2 separate regions of the Capra hircus genome follow, and region 2 is linked to region 1. Evidence: chromatin contacts called from public Hi-C data. All regions are on one chromosome and are shown on one strand. The core of a region is the stretch at or near the end of the contact, and the rest is flanking DNA. Distances in the headings are between cores, read along the strand shown.

Region 1 (4,794 bases), core at 916-3,415:
CGGCTTTAGCATCAGTCCTTCCAATGAATATTCAGGACTGATTTCCTTTAGGATGGACTGGTCGGATCTTCTTGCAGTCCAAGGAACTCTGAAGAGTCTTCTCCAAAGCCACAGTTCAAAAGCATCAATTCTTTGGCGCTCAGCTTTCTTTATAGTCCAACTCTCACATCCATACATGACCACTGGAAAAACCATAGCTTTGACTAGACGGACCTTTGTCAGCAAAGTAATGTCTCTGCTTTTAATATGCTGTCTAGTGGTCATAACTTTTCTTCCAAGGAGCAAGCGTCTTTTAATTTCATGGCTTCAGTCACCATCTTCAATTTCACTTCAATCTATTATTAAGGGGAAGAAAATATAGACTAGCATGATCCCCCAGATAAGCTGCTAGGTCAAAAAAGGAAAGTGTAAAACAGTATGTGTATGATATTGTCTGTCTATCAGCATGAAATATCCACTGTTAACCTTTCTGTACCTGAAAGGTTTCTGTACAATTTCTGTACAATTTGCAAATTGTCCATATACTACTCATGCAAAAACTGAAAAGTGAATTAATGAACTGTTTTTAAACACAGTGCTGACCTCAGACTCAGACCAGGTTTGAGATCTCAACTCTAACAGGCATCAGCTGAAAACTCTGTGTTACTCTCAGTCCCAGTTTTCACTTCTGTGACGGAGGCACAATGACTGTACCTACTGTCTGGGGGGTTGTCATCTACATTAATGAGATCATGAGGGAAAGGACCCAGTGCTTGGAATTCTGTGAACGCTGACTGAATGGTGGGAGTGTTTCCTACTCAGAGCACTTCTGACATCGACTACACGGGCTTTTCCCACACCACCCACCAGTTCCACAACCCTTAGACACCGACTGGGTGTCTCAAAGCTCAGTTCAATCCTGATGCTATTCATTCAAGGTTAGTGCAGACTCTCAGGTTAAAAGCTCAGCCCCTGGAGACTGTCCCCACTTCTGATGCCAGTCACAGGTCCCAAGGTGCCACCTATACTTCTGACTGACTAGCTGTAAATTGGAGGCTCCCATGCCTCCCTCCTTCAGATCTGATAATTTGCCTGAAATGCTCACAGATCTCAGAAAAGAGTTTTCCTGGCTATTCCTGGTTTATTATAAAGGATACAACACAGGAACAGCCAAATGGGAGAGATGCATATGGCAAGGAATGTAGGAAGGGGTGTGGAGCAGCTTTGCTCCATCTAGGCATGCCTCACTCTCAGCACCTTGAGGTACTCACCTATATGGAAGCTCTCTGAACTTTGTCTTTTAAGGGTTTTACTGGAGGCTGCATCATGGAGGCATGATTGATTGAATCAACGGTCACTGGCGATTAGCTCAATCTGAAGGTCTCCCTTCCCCAAAGATCAGGAAGTCCAGGATCAAGTCAGTCTTTCTGATGACCTCTCTCATCCTGAAGCTATCTAGGGTCCTCCAGCCTCCAGTCATCTCAGCATACAAAAGACACTCTCAGCACTCCAGAGGTTCTGAGAGATTTTTGGAGTTGTATGTCAGGAACTGGGCGCAAAGACCAGATATATTTCTCCCACAGGATATTAAGCAGATCCTTACAGAAGAAAGAGGAGAAGGCGATGGCACCCCACTCCAGTACTCTTGCCTGGAAAATCCCATGGATGGAGGAGCCTGGTAGGCTGCAGTCCATGGGGTCGCTAAGAGTCGGGCACGACTGAGCGATTTCACTTTCACTTTTCACTTTCATGCATTGCAGAAGGAAATGGTAGCCCACTCCAGTGTTCTTGCCTGGAGAATCCCAGGGACCGGGGAGCCTGGTGGGCTGCCGTCTACAGGGTCGCACAGAGTCGGACACGACTGAAGTGACTTAGCAGTAGCAGTACAGAAGAAAGAATGAGAAAGAGCAAGAAAAACACGATTTAGATCCTGCTCCCCAGATAGAGCATGCTTTCTCACTTTGGCTAGGTGCTCTGGTGGAAGAGCCCAAGAAGTTTAACATGCCAAGGAGGAAAGGTCATGCCTCAGACACACTGCAGCGATGCGCTCTGAGGCTGGGCGAAGTGGCCACTGATGGTGGCCTGAGGTGCTAGGGCACATTGGAGTAAATGCAAACGGTGGCCAGGTGGACACAAAATTACTGCAGAGAGGGACTGAGAAAGCCAGCTGGCATTGCTCTAAAGTCAACTTCTTTGTGGCCCAACCTGGCTGTACTCCTGAAGCCCAAGGTGGGTGCCCGGGCCCCCCTCTAGGTGCAGCCTGCAGCTTCCGAGCACAGGTCCGTCCTCTGCCTCCTGCCCCTAGTAGTCCGGTGCCCAGAGAGATGCTTCCACAGCCACCTGGCCTTTCCCCTGGGCTGCTGAATCAGTTTCCCGGGAGTCACCTGAAAGAAAGTTGTGCTTACCCAGGAGCTCAGGAGAGGAGTGGTGAGGGTCAGGAAGGACACAGTCAGTGCAGGCTTGGGCCCCTCAGTGGCTCCTGAGAGAGCAGGTACAGAGGAGGTACATAGCTCCTCCTCGCCCACTGGTCTGGCAGGCTCTTACTTCAAATACAAACGGCCATTCCATTTTAAATTCCTATTGTGATGCTTGGCTCCTGTCCCTTGGTGGCTTTCCTGCGGGCTCAGATGGTAAAGAATCTGCCTGCAGTGCAGGAGACCGGGGTTTGATCCCTGAGCTGGGAAGATCCCCTAGAGAAAGGAATGGCCTCCCACACCAGAATTCTTGCCTGGAGAATTCCATGGACAGAGGAGCCTGGAGGCTACAGTCTATATGACCACAAAGAGTTGGACATGACTGAGTGACTAACACTTGAAATGTTATCATTCTCACTGGGCCATGAGCATCTTGGGGGCAGGTGCCTCTTTTTATCATCATTCAGTCCATTGTACAGGAGGGCAAGGCTTCCCCATGGGCAGTGTCATCTCTGCAGGGCAAGAATTGGTTCTTGGGGGGAGAAAAATTCTTATGCTTATATATAAAGCACAGAAGTATACACAGTATGTAAACAGATAAATAGTGTGTGTGGTACTAAACTTTTATGGGTGGAGTCAGTTAGAAAACATTGCCTAAGAAGGCTTGTAAGGGAGAGACATGTATATGTATGGCTGAGTCCCTTCGCTGATCACCTGAAACTATCATAACATTGTTAACTAGCTATACCCTAGTACAAAATAAAAAGTTAAAAAAAAAGTCTGAGAGTCCCTGGAGCAAGAAGTCAGAACATCCACTTCTCAAGATGGAGCTCTGAATTCCTTTCCCTTGCCCTGTTGTGAGCATTAAATGTGGTATTGGGAGGTGCAGCGCACAGCAGGTGCACAGCAGACACACAGCACACGGAAGACCTATTCCACTCTGGAGGCCGCCTGAGAGTGCCACTCTCTCAGAACCTGGTCTTTCACAGTCTCTTTGGCTGCCTCATCAGCTGCCTACCTGTGTGCCTGCCCACGGGCTGCTGCAGGCACAGGTGAAGATGCTTGTCATTTGGGCTTAGCAGGCCCCTGCAATATACAGGTGAGGCAGGTCCACGCAGAGCTAAGAAGTGCAGCCCCGGGCCCCTCTCCACCACTGACTCCATGGACACAGCACAGTCCCTTTGCAGGGCCACCTCTCTCCCTGCTGGCTGGCCATCCCTTCTATTTGTCCAGCTCCGCAGAAGGCAGGAGAAAAAATCTCTGACCAGAGCACTCTCAAACGGGCTCCTGTGATCAAAAAGACATAATAACAAGTGTTGAAGAGGATGGGGAGAGATTGGAGCTCTCACACACGGCCAGTGGGAGGATATATAACATGGTGCAGGCACTTTGGAAAAATGTCCCAGTTTCTCAAATGGTTCAACATAGTGTTAGCATATCATCCAGCAATTCCACTCCTAGGTATGTACGCACCCAGGAGAAATGAAAACACGTGTCCCCACAAAACCTTGTACATGAATGTTCATGGTAGTATTAGTCATAACAGGACAAATGTGGAAACAACCTGAACGTGCATCGACCTTTGAATGGAGAAATAAAGTGTAGTATATCCATAGGTAGATGTGCTCAGTCGTGGGTGACTCTTCAACCCCATGGACTGTAGCCTGCCAGGCTCCTCTGTCTGTGGGGATTTTGGATTTTACCAGCAAGAATACTGGAGTGGGTTGCCATTTCCGCCTCCAGGGGATCTTGCCCACCCAGTGGTGGAACCCTATATCTCCTACATTGGCAGGTGGATTCTTGACCACTGTGCCACCTGGGAAGCCCCAGTATATATCCATACAATGGAATGCTGTTTGGCAATGAAAAGAAATAGAGTCTTGAGACCCGTTACAGCATGACTAAATATGACACTAAGTGATTATTCCGTGCTTGTCTTATCCCATCTATCTGAAGGAAGTGCCGCAGTGATTTGCCTTCCTCATCCCTGTTTCTCTACTTACCGAGCACTTGTTCGTGGGCAGATTGCTGCTGCTGCTGCTGCTAAGTCGCTTCAGTCGTGTCCGACTCTATGCAACCCCATAGATGGCAGCCCACTAGGCTCCTCTGTCCTTGGGATTCTCCAGGCAAGAATACTGGAGTGGATTGCCCATGGGCAGATTAGGGTTTAGGAAATTGTTACTAGATTGAATTACTAGTATTGCTTCCCCTGTCCCCACCTATACTATGAGTCAGCACTTGTTCAAGATCACAAAGCTAGTTTCCCTTTAAATGTTTCCACTCTGAATCTAAGTCCTGATATATTAGACTATTAAGTATGTTACCTGAATTTCATACACCTTGGGACCTAATTCATTGTTATCCGTGGCAGGTGGGTAGAAGACATTAGTTGAATGTATGA
Region 2 (4,794 bases), core at 1,105-3,604, 190 kb after region 1:
AGAGACCCTTTGGGTCTGTGTGTGGCTAACCTTTCCATATAGACTGCATTTGATTGTCCTGTGGGTCAGGCTGAATCAGAGAAACTGAGGTTGCCCCTACCCGCTTCCTCTCTCCCCCCGAAAGATTCGGGGTCTTCTTAGGTCCTGCTGCTGGGTACACTCCCCCCAGGAATGTTTTTTGTGTACTTGCCACTAATGTACTGAGTATGGATCAATGCAGGCTCTGATTGTTGGACCAATCACACCCAGAGAGTAAGATATGTTGCTCTTTGAAGGAAAGAGCAAGTCCTCATTAAAGGTGGAAACCAGAAAAACCCTATGATGCCTGAAGTGTTCTTGTGGGGAGGACACCCTGTACTTTCACAGGCTTGTCTCGGGGCCAGTGCGCACTCACAGGCTCTGGAGCCGGGCGCCTAAACAGCCTAGGCCTCTGGAACCTGATGCTATAAATAAGATCATCTGTTTCTCTTGGTGTTTGCCCAAACATTTGGGTTGAAATTATTTCCATTCACCGAAAAATGATTTGTTAGAAGCTGAGGGAAATGTTGAAGGGAAGGTGAGGCCCTTTGATCTGTTGTTTTGTGCTGCTTGAGCAAGGGAAGGGTCACATTCTTGAACAAATATCAATGACTAAACTGCGGTTGATCTTGTTTTAAAATTTTTTAAAGTTGCTGGTGAATAGGAGGAGGGGCAGAGGTGGTGGGGAGTGTATGAGCAGGGGGAGCAGGTGCTTGCCTGTGAGAGCAAGTGGGTACAGACTAGACTGTGTGCTGAGGGCTCTGATCATTCCTGTTGATTTATAACATCCGGGAGGGAAAGGGTCCTCTGGGATGGGGCAAGGTGAGGATGTGTGGTGGGGATTGGGCTGCAGCCTGGGTTTGAGGGAGAGAGAGGCCAGCCATTTCAGCTGCATCCAGTGTGAACAGAGGCTGGGATTTAATCTGGCCTTCTCTGGCTCAAACAATAAAGAATCCACCTGCCAATGCAGGAGATGTAAGAGACAAGGGTTTGACCCGTGGGTCAGGAAGATCCCCTGGAGAAAGAAATGGCAACCCACTCCAGTATTCTTGCCTGGGAAATCCCATGGACAGAGAAGCCTGGCGGGCTACAGTCCATGGGTAACACACTCTTCACACTTTGTCATGCGAGGGACCCGCTGAGGGGGTCGGAGTCTCCCATGGGGAGGGAGGCCTCGTCAGTGGGGATGGCTCCATGGTCCTCAGTGGGCTGGCCATATGGGGAAGGTCCCAGCTGGAGGTCTAACCCCAGTGTCCTGGAGAGGGTTGGGGGTAGGGGGAGGCACTAAATCCAGCCTACAGCCCCATCCCAGCTTATAGCATCAGCTCAACTTGTGCAGTCCCACTGCTTCCCTTAAGTAGAAAAGCCAGACCACAGGTGTGCCCTTGGGTGGCCCTTGCAGGCATCATGCAATGGGCTGAGGTAGAAGGGGGTCTCTGGATTTAAATGTCCAGATCTGGGAAGCAGAGGGTCAACTGTAAGGGGTTATCAATAGGACAGCCATGCAATCTGTTGTCTAAACCAGGGTACTTTTGAGAATGAGGGACTTCCCTGGTGGTCAGTGGTTAAGACTTTGACTTCTAGTGTGAGGGGCCAGGTTTGATCCCTGCTTGGGGAGCCAAGATCCCATATGCCTCGCAGCCAAAACACCAAAACATAGAACAGAAGCAATATTGTAATGAATTCAATAAAGACTTTTTAAATGGTCCATAACAAAAAAAAAAAAAAAATCTTACAAAAAAAATGTGGGCATTACTCCTGATTATGCCTGGGGGGAAAAACAGTACATCAAAATGTCCTGGGAAAACTGAGCTATACGGTCACCATAGTTTTCATGCCATATCTGATGCTGCTTTGAAGTTAACACAGTATCATTTACCAGTAGCTGCAGTGGGACTGCATGGCAGAAGTAATTTGCCATCAAATTCCTGGACAGCTGATCTGAGTCCTGAGAATCCGTGCCTGTGAGGGGAGCCAGTGGCACCTCTTCACAGGAGGTGATATCCTCAGGGCAGCATCAGCAGGCCTGGCTGTGATGGCTCTGAGTCCAAGGTCACTGACAAGGAGACAATCCCTGCCCATGTCACAGGGATTCTTTGTACTTTGGGATGTTTTGGCATGCTTTGGGAATCTGTATTCCCACTCTCTTCGGACAGAACCCCTGGCTCCTGAGACGGAGGGAGGCTCCCTCCGCTGTGCCTGAACAGAGCTGAGAGCGTTTGTCACGGTGCAGGGTAATGTCATCCCCTCAGTTCCTGGGCTGGCAGCTGTTGCAGGCAGGGTTGCATCCCCAGTGCTGGCACCGCAGCCCTTGACCAGCCCTGAGCTCACCATGCTTTGTTGGCCATCACAGGTGGACAGTCGAACCGAAGAGAATGACATGAACAAGCGGAGGCGGAAGGGCTTCAACAACCTGGACGAGGTTCGTGTGCTCACTGTCGGTTCACACAGATGCCTGTTTCCTGACAGCCAGTGGCCACAGCCCAGCGTCTGACCGAGGCAGTCGCCCTGCCCTTCTTTCTTTCCTCTCATGAACCGCTGGGTTCCAAGCTTAGCTCGATGGGCAGACAGTCAGGTCTGGTCACTAGCTATGTCACTCTCCCAGGGTGTGGCTCATGTCTGTAAAACACAGATGATGCATTTGAAATGTAGGATATTTTGCAGAATTTCAAAGATTAAATAGTAGGCAAAGGAGGAATATACCTCAACATAATAAAGGCCACAACAAACCCAGAGCAAGTGTTATTCTCAGTGGTAGAAAACTGAAAGCATTTCCTCTAAAATCAGAAGACAAGGCAAATGTGCCCACTCTCCCATGACTATTCAGCATAGTTTTAGAAGTCCTAGCCATGGCGATCAGAGAAGAAAAAGAGATAAAAGGAGTCCAGGTTGGAAAATAAGTAAGATTCTCAGTCTGCAGATGACAAGATTCTCTACGTGCCAGAGTCACGATTGCATGCATGCATGCTAGGTCACTTCAGTCGTGCCCAACTCTGTGCGACCCCATAGACGGCAGCCCACCAGGATCCTCTGTCCACAGGATTCTCCAGGCAAGAAGACTGGAGTGGGTTGCCATTTCCTTGGTTTAATTTAATCTTAAAGATTAAATAAGAGGATGTGTAAGCATCCAGTGTTCTTGCCTGGAGAATCCCAGGGACAGGGGAGCCTGGTTGGCTGCCGTCTATGGGGTCGCACAGAGTCGGACACGACTGAAGTGACTTAGCAGCAAGCATGTATGCATGCACACACCGTACCAATCGTGGTCTCTGGCACCTAGGTTAATCAAGATATAATCACTTTTAATAGTAAGTAGGAAAGAGGCACCAGCAGTCCCACTGTTCTCCCAGTCCTCATTTCTACTTTTTGTGTTTTCTGTACCATTAGTCTTTTAGGCGAATGTCCCAGGACCCACAAGTGCCACCTTCTGGTGAAAGAAGAAAGTTACAGGCTGCTTTGTCAAAGCCAAAGTAGCCTTTACTTTGTCAGACGGTAAAGCATCTGCCTGTAGTGCAGAAGACTCGGGTTCAATCTCTGGGTTGGGAAGATCCCCTGGAGAAGGAAATGGCAACCCACTCCAGTACTCTTGCCTGGAAAATTCCATGGACTGAGGAGCCTGGTAGGCTACAGTTCACTAGGTCGCAAAGAGCTGGACACGACTGAGCGACTTCACTCTCACTTGTCAAAGCTGAGCATGTTCTCTCTCCTGCTACTGAAAAATTGATCAGAAGAAAAAGTTTACCGGTTCTTGCTTCCCCAGGCAGCTCTTTAAAGAGACCTGAGATATATACTTCATTCCAAGTGAAAGAAAGTGAAAGTCGTTCAGTCATGTCCAACTCTTTGCGACCCCATGGACTATACAGTCCATGAAATTCTCCAGGCCAGAATACTGGAGTGGGTAGCCTTTCCCTTCTCCAGGGGATCTTCCCAACCCAGGGATCAAAGTCAAGTCTCCCGCATTGCAGGTGGATCTTTACCAGCTGAACCACAAGTGAAGCCCAAGGATACTGGAGTGGGTAGCCTATCCCTTCTTCAGCGGATCTTCCCGACCTAGGAATTGAACCAGGGTCTCCTGCATTGCAGGCAGATTTTTTACCAACCGAGCTATCAGGGAAGCCCTACACCTCATTCCAAAAAGCCATTCTAATCCCACAAAAGCAGGCTAGTTGCTGTCTCTGAATTGTAAGAATACCAGCTTTAGCTAACCTACTGGCTGATACCAAAACAATGACTAAAAGGCACAAAGGATAATTTGTAGGATACATTCATACTTCATTTATAGAACTTAGGAAAAAACTTCTGTTACTTATATGATTGAGAGCTGTTCCCCTTGGGAAGCCAGTGAACAGGAAGACGGCTGAGAAATATCCCATTCTCTTGTTCCGGGGCACTGCCTCAGCTCTAAGCGCCTGTGATTTGCTCCCGCCTCCTCCCAAGAAGCTTCCCTCGGATACACTTTGTCCCGGAGGGGAGTCTTCTCAGGCCTTTCATCTGTGCCTTATTTGAGGGGGTGTTTGTACTGTTTCTGTCGCTGGCAGCACAGGAGTCAGTGTGGGAAGAAATCTGGTCGCACCTGCCTCTTCTGAAATGGCTCTGTTTTCTTGGCCAGCTGTTTGCTTAAGTGAGATTTAACCAAGCAATAATTTCCTCTAAATTCTTACTACTCGAAGTGTGAGCCAAGAACCAGGGCACCAGTATTACCTGAAAGCTGGTTAAAAATACAGACTCTCAGGGCCCCCTCCCCCCCGCCCCCGCCAGACCCACTGAATCCAAATCTGG

The links. A called contact is a pair of places that touch in the nucleus more often than the background predicts.
Region 2: a Hi-C map of blood shows a contact between it and region 1, with 6 times the contacts expected there. The contact joins two enhancer-like sites. A contact is called at or near these places in 2 of 5 Hi-C or Micro-C datasets (both in blood).

Annotation. Positions count from the first base shown.
Region 1 is chr15:41,659,051-41,663,844 of ARS1.2, forward strand. No RefSeq gene overlaps it. Among named protein-coding and RNA genes, the nearest start is that of DKK3, 16 kb to the left of the region's middle. Within about 2 kb of position 2,166, at least 1 of the 5 cell types and tissues checked has an H3K27ac peak or open chromatin away from gene starts, as enhancers often do.
Region 2 is chr15:41,849,082-41,853,875 of ARS1.2, forward strand. It overlaps LOC102172084 (protein-methionine sulfoxide oxidase MICAL2), which reads left to right. Exons shown (of 32, transcript XM_018059559.1): 16 at 2,372-2,440. Among named protein-coding and RNA genes, the nearest start is that of PARVA, 130 kb to the right of the region's middle. Within about 2 kb of position 2,355, at least 1 of the 5 cell types and tissues checked has an H3K27ac peak or open chromatin away from gene starts, as enhancers often do.